2 separate regions of the Sus scrofa genome follow, and region 2 is linked to region 1. A link is a contact called in public HiChIP or PLAC-seq data. All regions are on one chromosome and are shown on one strand. Each heading gives the region's core, a stretch centred on a gene start, on an enhancer-like site or on the middle of the called end of the contact. The rest is flanking DNA. Distances are from core to core; before and after follow the strand shown.

What was found. HiChIP or PLAC-seq counts read pairs in DNA pulled down with a chosen protein or histone mark.
Region 2: a contact with region 1 is called in an H3K27ac HiChIP or PLAC-seq map of alveolar macrophages. The contact joins the promoter of SENP7 here to the promoter of CEP97 in region 1. A contact is called at or near these places in 2 of 2 datasets of contacts at active chromatin or transcription factors (alveolar macrophages and skeletal muscle).

The regions. Positions count from the first base shown.
Region 1 is chr13:157,386,115-157,391,472 of Sscrofa11.1, forward strand. CEP97 (centrosomal protein of 97 kDa) reads right to left here and starts at 2,311. Exons shown (of 11, transcript XM_021070500.1): 1 at 2,171-2,311; 2 at 204-346. The coding sequence starts at 2,213.
Region 2 is chr13:157,519,269-157,524,626 of Sscrofa11.1, forward strand. SENP7 (sentrin-specific protease 7) reads left to right here and starts at 2,510. Exons shown (of 22, transcript XM_013990164.2): 1 at 2,510-2,672. The coding sequence starts at 2,633. It overlaps TRMT10C (mitochondrial ribonuclease P protein 1), which reads right to left and starts at 2,420. Exons shown (of 2, transcript XM_005657119.3): 1 at 1,519-2,420.

The sequences.
Region 1 (5,358 bases), core at 1,061-3,560:
CATGTCATGTAAAAATTTTTTATTTTTCATTAAATTATTTTATTTACTAAATAAATTTATTACAGTTACTAATATTTTTTTAAATGTAAGGCAACATTTACTGCTTTCCAGGCTTGCAGAGTTACTTTTTGTTATATGATTGTTTCATTTTCTGTAAGAATAAGCTAGTCATGTAACTATTTTCTCCACATAGCAATACCTACCTGTATTAATCGTTTGTATTTCTCAAGATTTTCTAATTTAATAATCTGATTTTTATCCAGAATCAAAGTATGAATATCAACTTCACAGGGTAAGTTTGGACTTAATTTCTGTAGCCCCTGCCCTGACCAATTGACCACTGATCCTTGAAAAGAGAAGAGAAACTGTTAGAAAACACAAATACAAGAGCTGAGCATAGGGATAAAATTATACTCATAAAATCTTACACATTTAGAGTTAGAAAACACCAGAGCATAATAAATATCGTTGAAAAACTAAAACAAATGATTTCTCAATGACTGTAGACTGAAATTATTCACTTTCCCTCAGAAATATCAAATCATATCTAGATCTGTGATACTCAAGTTTCTATATTTGGGAATTCTTCACATTTAAATGGGAACTATCACTTCTCTATTCTGTACCTAAATAATGACAGTATTTTTAAAATGTAACTAATCTTTTGATAGAGACCAACCTGCTTACAACCTACCAGTATATCCTAAAGTGCTCAAACTATTTTGAAAATAAAAGTAAATTTATCTACAGGATGGTAATAATATACCTAATTCATTAAATTGATGTGAAGATGAAAGGAGAAACCATATGAACAGTATTTAGCCTCATTCCTGGTACACAATATTCAATAAAATAATTTAGTATATATAACGGACCTTCAGATCCTAGCTCCCCTAGCTAAATACTGTGATATCCTGGGCAAGTTACTGATATCTTTTGGGCTCGCTCTTCTACTCTATAAAATAGGGATGATAATAATACCTGGCTTATAATGTTTGGGGTTTTTTTAATATAATGATTTTTATTTTTTTTCCATTATAGCTGGTTCTGGCTTATAACCTTCCACAGAGAAAATGAGATAATGTTTAAAAAAAAAAAAAAGGCACTCAGAACATAGTCTGGCTCATTTAAAAAGTGCTCTATAAATGTTACTATTATGATTATCAGTAAACTGCCATGGTGGGCTGGTGAGGGGAATTTAAGAGATGCAGATATCAGAGGGTGGAAGGGCCAGAGAAACTACCAATATCAAATTATACCCAGATTAAGATTACTGAGGGAAATAACTATACAAGGTTGCTCTCCTGAAGAGTTGCAACGTTTTTCCATTGTCTAATGGTTTCTAGCATTTGGGGGAAGGTAGGAGAGGAAGTGTCATTCCGTTCTGAGAATTTAGTGAAAGCTATATACCGTCCCAGAAAAATGAATAGCTTTTGCACACAATTCAAAGGGCCGAAAGACCTCTTAGAACCTCCCTCCCAAATAAGGCCCTGATCTGGGCGGTGGAGACTAGTCTCGACCCTCCAACCTGCCCCCGACCCAGAGCCTCAGCTGTAACCAAAACAAAGAAGCTGGCTCACGCAGCACCTACGGAATCACCCACGCCCCGCGCTCTCCTCAGCAGCCACCAAACCAGGTCCCAGGACCACATATACAGAACAAGGGGTGGAGAACTGTGGGCTCTGAATAACCCCCAGATTTTATCACGGCCACGAGACACTTCCCAAGAAAAGGTCCAACGTCAATCTAGGGAGCTGTGTTAGAGATTTTTCTTGAAAATTTTAGGGATCCAAGGGAAAGGGGGGACTCTGCAGTTTTCACTTGGGAACCCAGAACTCAAAGTAAACATCCAAGAAAGGTCATCGCGGCCAGAAACCCATCATCCAAGCATCCTCAGCAGCGCGGGACCCGCGGCGTCCAGTAGCGCGAAGGTCCCTGGGGGCTTGTAGTCCCCCCACTTGGCCCTAGCCGCGACACTGGAGAGCCAGGCAGCGCCCAGGAGACTACAACTCCCAGAGGGTAGCGCGCCTCGGCGATGCCCGCAGCCCCGCATCAAAAGAACTGGACAAGAACTGCACCCCTATACCCAGTCTTATTCCTTCCGTCAAGCAACTATTTAATTCAGTTCCATGGAGTAAACCTGGGGACACAGAGGTGACGGTCGCCTTACCTTCTCCAGGAGGCAAAGCCGCGTCGATGCGCGCCACCGCCATACTTCCCGCTTGCTAATTACACCAAGCAACCGTCCTCCTGCTGCTCGATGGAGCTTGTAGTCTGGAGGAGGGACACCCCCCCCCGGAACTACAGCTCCCAGGATGCACGGCACCCAAACGGCCCAATTGGCTCCCTACGCCTAATGACGCAAAACGTGTGTTAGAAACTGAGCCGCAGTGGGTTTAGGAATCCTGGTCAACTCGCTTATTTGGCTACAAGCGAACAGATGTTAAATGATAGTTTCACTCCTTTTTGTAGGTGTTTTCGAAATTGGACACTTTTACCATCTGCTACCGAATGCAGATCGCATTTGAAAACTCATTGCTAGAGACTTCCGATAATGGGGGCTGTCCCTTCTTTTGGCAATTCTGAATAAGTTAAAAGCGTTGAATTCCACTACAGGCGATTTTGTTGAGATTAGTCAAAGTAGATATATTTTATTTGAAAATATAGTTAAAGAATGCTGGGATAGAAGTTTTTATAAAGTATTTTTAAATGGTTGTTCCTCCAATATTTAACAGAACTTTAGGCCTGGGAGTATATTTAGTAAGTGTAAACCCAGACTATTTCCAGATTATACAAAATAAGTGTACAGTATACAAAATCAAAAATTACACTGCTTAGCTGGAGGAGAGTAGGTTTATACTTGTGATATAGCTTTATGCGCTAACTAGTGTAAATGTAGCTACGAACTCAGTAAGATTTCAGGGGCTGGAGAAAGAAATGAAAACTAATCTTCAGAAAAGACTTGAAATGGGAACTGAAATGGGCGGCTAACGCTTAAAAGATGGGTAGACTCCGACACTTCAAAGAGAAATGAAAAGACAGCACAGGCTGCAGGTGGAGGCAGGTGATAATGAAGCTGTGCTCACAGGAAGTGAGAGATTAACCTGGTAGCATCCCAGAATGGAGGAGGAGAGCTTTCAGTTTCTACCACTCACTCTTCCATTCCATCTTGCAACTTTTATTCTGAATTTCCCTCTTTCTGAAACAGCAGTATCCAAAATCTCTGATAATTTCTGTTTGGGAAAATCCAGTAACTCACACTTTTAGATTTCCAGGCAATTGATTCTGTGTGCATTCCCCCCTTCCTGGGTCCTCCTCCTACTAATTACACACTGCCTTAACTCTTTTTTTCTTTTTTAATATGTTTCCCACTGATTTGGTCTGAAAACAAATTTCCTAGTTCTGATGAGAGAATAAAGACTAGAAACTTTTACACATGCACCCGCACATTCACTGCAGCTCTGTTCACAACAGCCAAGATATGGAAACAACCCAAACGTCCATCAACAGATGTTTGGATTAAGAAGATGTGGTGTATATATACACCAGCCATAAAAAAGAACAAAATAATGCTATTTGCAGCAACATGGATGGAACTAGAGACTCTCATACTGAGTGAAGTAAGTCAGAAAGAGAAAGACAAATACCATATGATATCACTTATATCTGAACTCTAATATAAGGCACAAATGAACCTTTTCACAGAAAAGAAAATCATGGACTTGTGATTGCCAAGGGGGAGAGAGTGGGATGGATTAGGAACTCGAGGTTAATAGATGCAGATTATTGCCTTTGGAATGGATAAGCAATGAGATCCTGCTATATAGCACTGGGAACTATGTCTACTTACTTATGATGGAGCATGATGATAATGTGAGAAAAAAGAATGTATATATATGTATGTGTGACTGGGTCACCTTGCTGTACAGTGAAAAATTGACAGAACATTGTAAACCAGCTATAATGGAAAAAATGAAAATCATTATATGTGGGGGAAAAAAAAGACTAAAAATTTTTTTTCTTCTAACCAAGAGACCCCTTACCTAAAATGCATAGTCTGACTACATAGGTGTAAGTACGAAGCAAGCCTGAATACTATCTCCTACTAACCTTTGTTTCTTGAAACAGCTGGTGGGGATTGAATCTGTAGTTCAGGGAGGGAGAAAGGGTTTACAGTTCTCTCCAGTTTTGTAGTGTAATGACTTGGGAGGGGAATCCTGAAAGTCCAGAAGGTACTTGAGGAGCACAGGTTCCAGCAAGTTTACAGCAATAACAGAACCAGAGTTTAGTCTGGTTCATCTGGCCTGGGATCCTGAGGAAAGGGCTAAAGGATTCATGTGGTTAACCTAGTATAGTCATAGTTCTTAGAGTGGCCATAGTTCCTGGGTACAGTCCCATGCCTAAGTAAACCAGCAACCCTTTAAAATCACAGTATGGACTCTTTCATGCTTCAGATAAAGCTTCTGCAGCTAAAATCAAATTGCCAAACTTTAACTAAATTGTTCCATTTTGTGTATATATATATATTTTTTAATAATGATTTTTATTTTTTCCCCCAGTATAGCTGGTTTACAGTGTTCTGTCAATTTTCTACTGTATAGCAAGGTGACCTGGTCACACATACATGTATAGTTTTTTTTCTCACATTATCATGCTCCATCATAAATAACAAGATATAATTCCCAGTGCTATACAACAGGATCTCATTGCTTATCCATTCCAAAGGCAATAGTTTGCAACTATCATCCTCACATTCCTAGTCCATCCCACTCCCTCCCCCTCCCCCATTTTTTGCATATATTTTTAACCCTGAACACTCCAATCAATTTGGAAGCTCCTACTAACACCACAAACTTCTCAACAAGGTAGCATTTTTTGGCAGGCCCAGTCCCCACAAGACTTTCCCTCCTATCATCACAGTATACCTGATCTCCACAACAGCTGATCACCTGACTCATCTGCCCACTGCCACTGGCATGATGTCTGTAAAACAACACCTTTTATCATATTAATCTCTTCTTCAGAAACTTCCCTCTTGAGAATTTTCCTTGTGGCTCAGTGGGTTGACAATCTGGCATTGTCACTGCATCAGCTCAGGTCACTGCTGTTACAAGGGTTTGATCCCTGGCCCAGGAATTTCCGCATGCCTCTAGCACAGCCAAAAAAAAAAAAACAAAAAAAAAACAAAAACAAAAACAAACCGAAAAAAACTTCCCTCTTGAAATTCAACTTTTATGGGCCACCAGAATCTCACCCTAATTCCCACCATTCATTTCACTAGTTTTCACATGGTGCTTTTAAGGGAGGGACTGACCAAATGAAACTTGTGTTTTAGAAAGGTTAAACTGCTCATATAAC
Region 2 (5,358 bases), core at 1,260-3,759, 130 kb after region 1:
CAATGCCAGATCCTTAACCCACTGAATGAGGCCAGGGATCAAACCCGAGTCCTCATGGATACTAGTCAGGTTCCTTACTGTTGAGCAATGACGGAAGGGGTCTTTTTTACATTTCATTAAACTCTCTTCAAATATATTGTTAATTAAGGGGTAAAATAAAGGATTGATCAAATTCACACTGCCACCATTTCTTGAAACTATTAAAAAAAAAACCACACCCATTGCTAAAAACAACAAAAGATTACTTACCTTATTTAAACACTTTATACACAATTAAAAATTTTTTGTCTTTTTAGGGCTGCACCTGCGGCATATGGAAGTTCACAGGCTAGGGGTCGCATCAGAGCTACAGCTGCCAGTCGTCAGCACAGCCACAGCAACATTAGATTACTAGCCACATCTGTGATCCAGCCTGTAGCAATGCTGGATCCTTACCCACTGAGCAAAGCCAGGGATAGAACACGCATCCTCATGGATATTGGTTGGGTTTGTTCCTACTAAGCCTCAATGGGAATTCTGTATATACACTTTTAACACAATAAAGAACCATGCTCATTAAGATCAAACCAGTCCATCCTCTCCTCTTATAAAGTACTGGGCTGATGAATTTCTAATCTCAAATAATCTTAAGAGGCTCTATATACACAGTGCAAGGTAAATGTACATAAAAGAAGTGACCTGAACTGCAACCAAACATACTAAGCAAATCACTTTTTTTCTTTATTTTAAAATGAGGAAACTTCCACCTGAACATCATAAAACACTATAAAAGACAAAATCATATAATTCATCTTTCTTAAAAGGCAAAGTAAGGTTGTTAAATGACTGACTCCCTCAAAAATAGAAACTGAATTTTTTTAGTCTTTTAGTTGTTTGCAATACAATCAAATATGCAGCAGAGATTCTTAAAACTAAAACAATAAAAGTATTCGTTTAAAAACAAATTACAAATTCTTGAGCTTAAAGGTTATTTATCATCAAATGTGTTATTCAAAACCAGTTCCAATTCAAAGAAAAAAAAATGGACTAAGTCCATACAACAGAAATGCTGTATTTTGTTCAATGACAAATTTAAATGACACATTTGAAAGCCGAATAATTTGATTAAGTTCTTATTTCATTTCTCATAGGTTCACTTCTTACCGCTAAACTTTAATACTACTTACTTTTAAGGAAGCTGTCAGATTGGATGGAAATGGATCAGGCCCACTTACAACCTCCCCATCTCTCAACTCTATTTCCATATTTTGTAATTAATTTGTTTTTTAAAATACTGGCTAAGTCAGTATGATTGGGTTAAATAAGTCAATTAAAAAAGTTGATTTGAGGAAACTAAAAATTCAGATTTTTTTCAGTAAGCAGTGTTTTTATTTGTTAAACAGAAACTTGAGCCTCTAAATGAAATCATTAGAGCGAATTTCCTTCCCGGCAAGCCTGGAAGTATTTCTGCTTTTCAGCCATTCCTGCCCAGTAAAACATTCCCCCCAGCCCAATAGGCATTAGCACCTGGAGTCTTACCTCCACCTCAGCACAGGCCACACAGTAATTCAGATGCATGGCTCAAGAAGAAGGAGCCAGGGCTCTAGTGGTGAGTTGCGCAGGTCCCTTTACCAGCCTAGAAATGGGGGAGGGGGAGCAGATATTAAAACTCTTGTAACATCCCAGTATCGTTTTACCTCTGACTGGAACGCTCTGCTTAATTTTGTTAAACTTATTGTGATGAAAGCTTAAACATAAAACGTTATTCAAATGTGTACATTATAGCTAATAAAACACGTCAATTTTTTAAACTGATGGGCTCTGTGAAAGGATTAAAAAAAAAGTCTACAAGTACTAGTCGTTGAGTTCACTGAAGGCAGGTTATTTCCTTACCAACTGTAAATGAAAGTTATTTGAACAAATTCATTTACAGCCATCCACTTTCAGGCATCTCAGCATTTTGTTTTAAAAAACTGAGGCCCAGCTCCGCCCCCTCCAGGACTTTAAAAATGATGAGCTTTAAATTTAAAGAGATATTTTCTGTAACTGCGATATTTTCTCCTCACTCCTTACTTAATTTCCACTCCAACTGCTAAATCAACAGCTACGCAACTTATTTTTGTGGTGTTAAAATCTTTTTGTTTGAGGAAGCGCCTTGAAGACAAATATATAGGCGAGGTCCTGAGGAAAGTAATACTGCAAAAAGGGTAATGCTTTATCCTGCTATTCCTGTGATCCCCTCGCGGGATCCAGCGAAGTGATGAAATTCTTAGTTTCCCCGCTTTAACTGCTAGTCAACCTAGTCTTCAAAGTCAACAACCCCTTACGATCTCGGGCTAAAACCTCGCAAAAAGCCTCAGTTTCCCACAGAGGGAGAGAGAGTGAAAAAAGCGCCACCAAGCAAACACTTGCGGGTAACCCGCAGAGAAAACAACTCCCAGGAAGTGATTTCCGGATGGAGGTGGGAGGGGAGGCTAATTTCCGGTCTGAGGGCAGGCGACGACTTTTGCGCAAGCGCAATTCGCACTTTCCTGGCTTTTTTTTTTTTTTTTTTTTTCCCTCCCCTCCGTCTCCCCTCTCCCTCCCTCCCCCAGCCTGAGGGGTCTTGAGGTGACAGCGACTGCAACTGCGACTCTAGCAGTAGGAGGAGAAGATGGACAAGGGGAAAGCCGGGCGACGGCGATCTTCATCCGGTGAGAAAGGGTCGGAGGCGCTAAGCATATTGTCTTCTACCTTGGGCAAATGGAAGGCACAGACGGCGACGGGCGCTGCGGCCGGGAGCTGCGAGAGCTTGGGCTCCGGCGGGGGCGGGGAGGGGAGAGGAGGGAGTGGAGGGCGCGCACAATGGAAGGCTCCCGGCTTTCCCGGGCCCCTGCGAGTTGCGGACCCAATCCGAGCTGTCACCAAAGCCTTGGCCGCTCTTCATACTGTCTCCCCTTTCATGTTTCCTTTCCTTTCGCGAGCACCTTGCCTGGGTCTCATCGGCCCACGTATCTTCCCGGTTGGCTTGTCGCTCTCCTGCCACGCCTTCTTAATTCCACCAATGTTTCTGTTTCATTTCGAGCTTCTCAGTGCGCGACCCTGCTTTCCTCTCTTTGATTCTCGACTTGGCCTCTTTCTCACCCCTCACCTCCCGGCAGGTAGAAGCGGTTGCAAAGAAGGAAAGGCGGGGCTTGCTAATTGACACTTCTTTCCTCCTAAATGCTGCCAAGGGTCTCGTCTTTTTGAGCAGGCCCGCTTAATAACCTTTACTTTGCCAGTCTCCCCCTTCTCCCGAAAGTGATTAAAAAGTCGAACAAAGGATTTGAAGCCTTGTTTCGTTGTGTTTTTATTCTCAGCATATTTTCGTTTCTGAAATTGCTTTACGGGTTAGATGACTGTCTTCAGTTTGGGGTACTTCATCTTAGAAACACAAAATTGGAGTTGCAAGACGTAAAGTAGAGCTCCTTCCAGTCAACAAGTTTTTGTTAAAGAACTCATCTATTAAGGTTACCGCAGTTTCTCTGCTAAGTCCCGTGGATCTACCAGAGGAGGAGGGAACAAGGGCTCTTTAATAAGCTTAGAGCCTAATACACCAACATTTGATAAATCATTTATTTCATTTCATTTTCTCATTTCTTACTGTGCTGTCTATTGTTGCATAGGCAGTCTTAACAATTCTAAATTTATTTAGGAGTGCCCTTGTGACAGTGCATTTCAAATGTTTTTTGGCCTTATCCACAAGGGAGAGGGAACAGAGATCTCTGGGACACAGGTTAAAGCAGTTAAAATCTGTAATTCCTTTTCATAAGCAACCAATGTTACCATTTGTGTGTGTGTGCGTGTGTGTGTATTCTAGAGATATTCTTTGCCTTTCAAAATTTATGTATATATATATATACATATATACACAAACGTGTGTATGTCTTCAGTAGATTGGTGTTTGTTTTAATAAACTTTTTTCTTCCTCTAAAACCTTCAAGTAAAATTGACACCTCAGGAAAATGCACAATGCTTATCTGGAGTTATTTGTGGGCTTCCTAACAGAACTTTAGGGATAATCATATCTCAAGTTTAAGATGCATTACATCTTGGCTTAATACAGTTTTTTTGGGGGAGGGGCAAGATGTTAGGAAGAATTCTGAGTTAGAGGTACAAGGAAGGAAGAATGCAGTAGAAAGAGAGAACAAGACAAAGTCTCAAGTTTCCTCTGTGAAATTGCACTAGGTTTTCCTAAATTCTCTCTTGAACAAGGAAGAACTATAAAGAGTTGCCTAGTGTGTTGCTCAGAACTCTTTTAGTTGCAAGTAGCGGAAATTCAATTCTAGCTGGTTTAAATCAAACACAAAACAAGTATTTCTGGGAGTTCCCATCATGGCACAGTGGAAACGAATCCTACTAGGAACCATGAGATTGCAGGTTTGATTCTTGGCCTCCATCAGTGGGTTAAGGATCGGGAGTAGCCAGGAGCTGTGGTGTAGGTAGCAGGTGTGTTTGGGATCCTGCGTTGCTGTGGCTGTGGTGTAGGCCAGCAGCTGTAGCTCCAATTAGACCTCTAGCCTGGGAACCTCCATATGCTGTGGGGGTGGCCCTTAAAAAACAAAAAAAGTATTTCTGCCCTCACATAATTCATAAACTGTAAGGGTTGGCTAGATTTTGTCATGGCCGTATCTGCTTTAGGCCCTGATTCTTAAGGTGTGATCTGGGGACTGGACCTTTAGGTTTCCTGAGACCCTTTTGGGTTTGTGAGGTCAAACTTTTTCATAATTTTAAGACGTTTCCTTCTCCTCTTATTCTCCCACTATGTACTGTAGAGTTTTCCAGAGGCTGCATGACATGTATTACAAGAAATTAAATTCAGAAGCATATAGAGGAAATCATTTATTTACCCAGACATTAAAGATTTGCAAAAAGTAAAATAATGCCGTTCTTCTCAATTGTTTGAAAATAGTTATTTAAAATAGTTATGTTAACATGCAATGTGATTATTGTTTTTTAATGAATTAATAAAGAAAAATTCTATAAGTAGAACCATAAGAACTCTGAATACCCTACTTTTCTGGAATATGGCCACAAATCAGGAATGAAGCATAAAACACCTCTGAACATGGGAGGAAAAAAATCACAAAATTAGAATGCTCAAGTTGACTCATGAGAAACTTCTGAAGTCTTTATATTATATTTAACCTATATGTTTAAATTACTTATAACCCCAGTAAAGATGAATGTCTTACTTCTGGGTTGGTAGCATATCAAAGCAATGAATTAGATAGGGTTACGAAAAAAATGCTTGGCACCAAAGACAGATCTAGTGACAGCTGAATGAAATAATAATTAAATGCATGGGTCATTCTTGGGAGATGACCATGAGAAACGTTTAACAACCACCACAACGAAAAT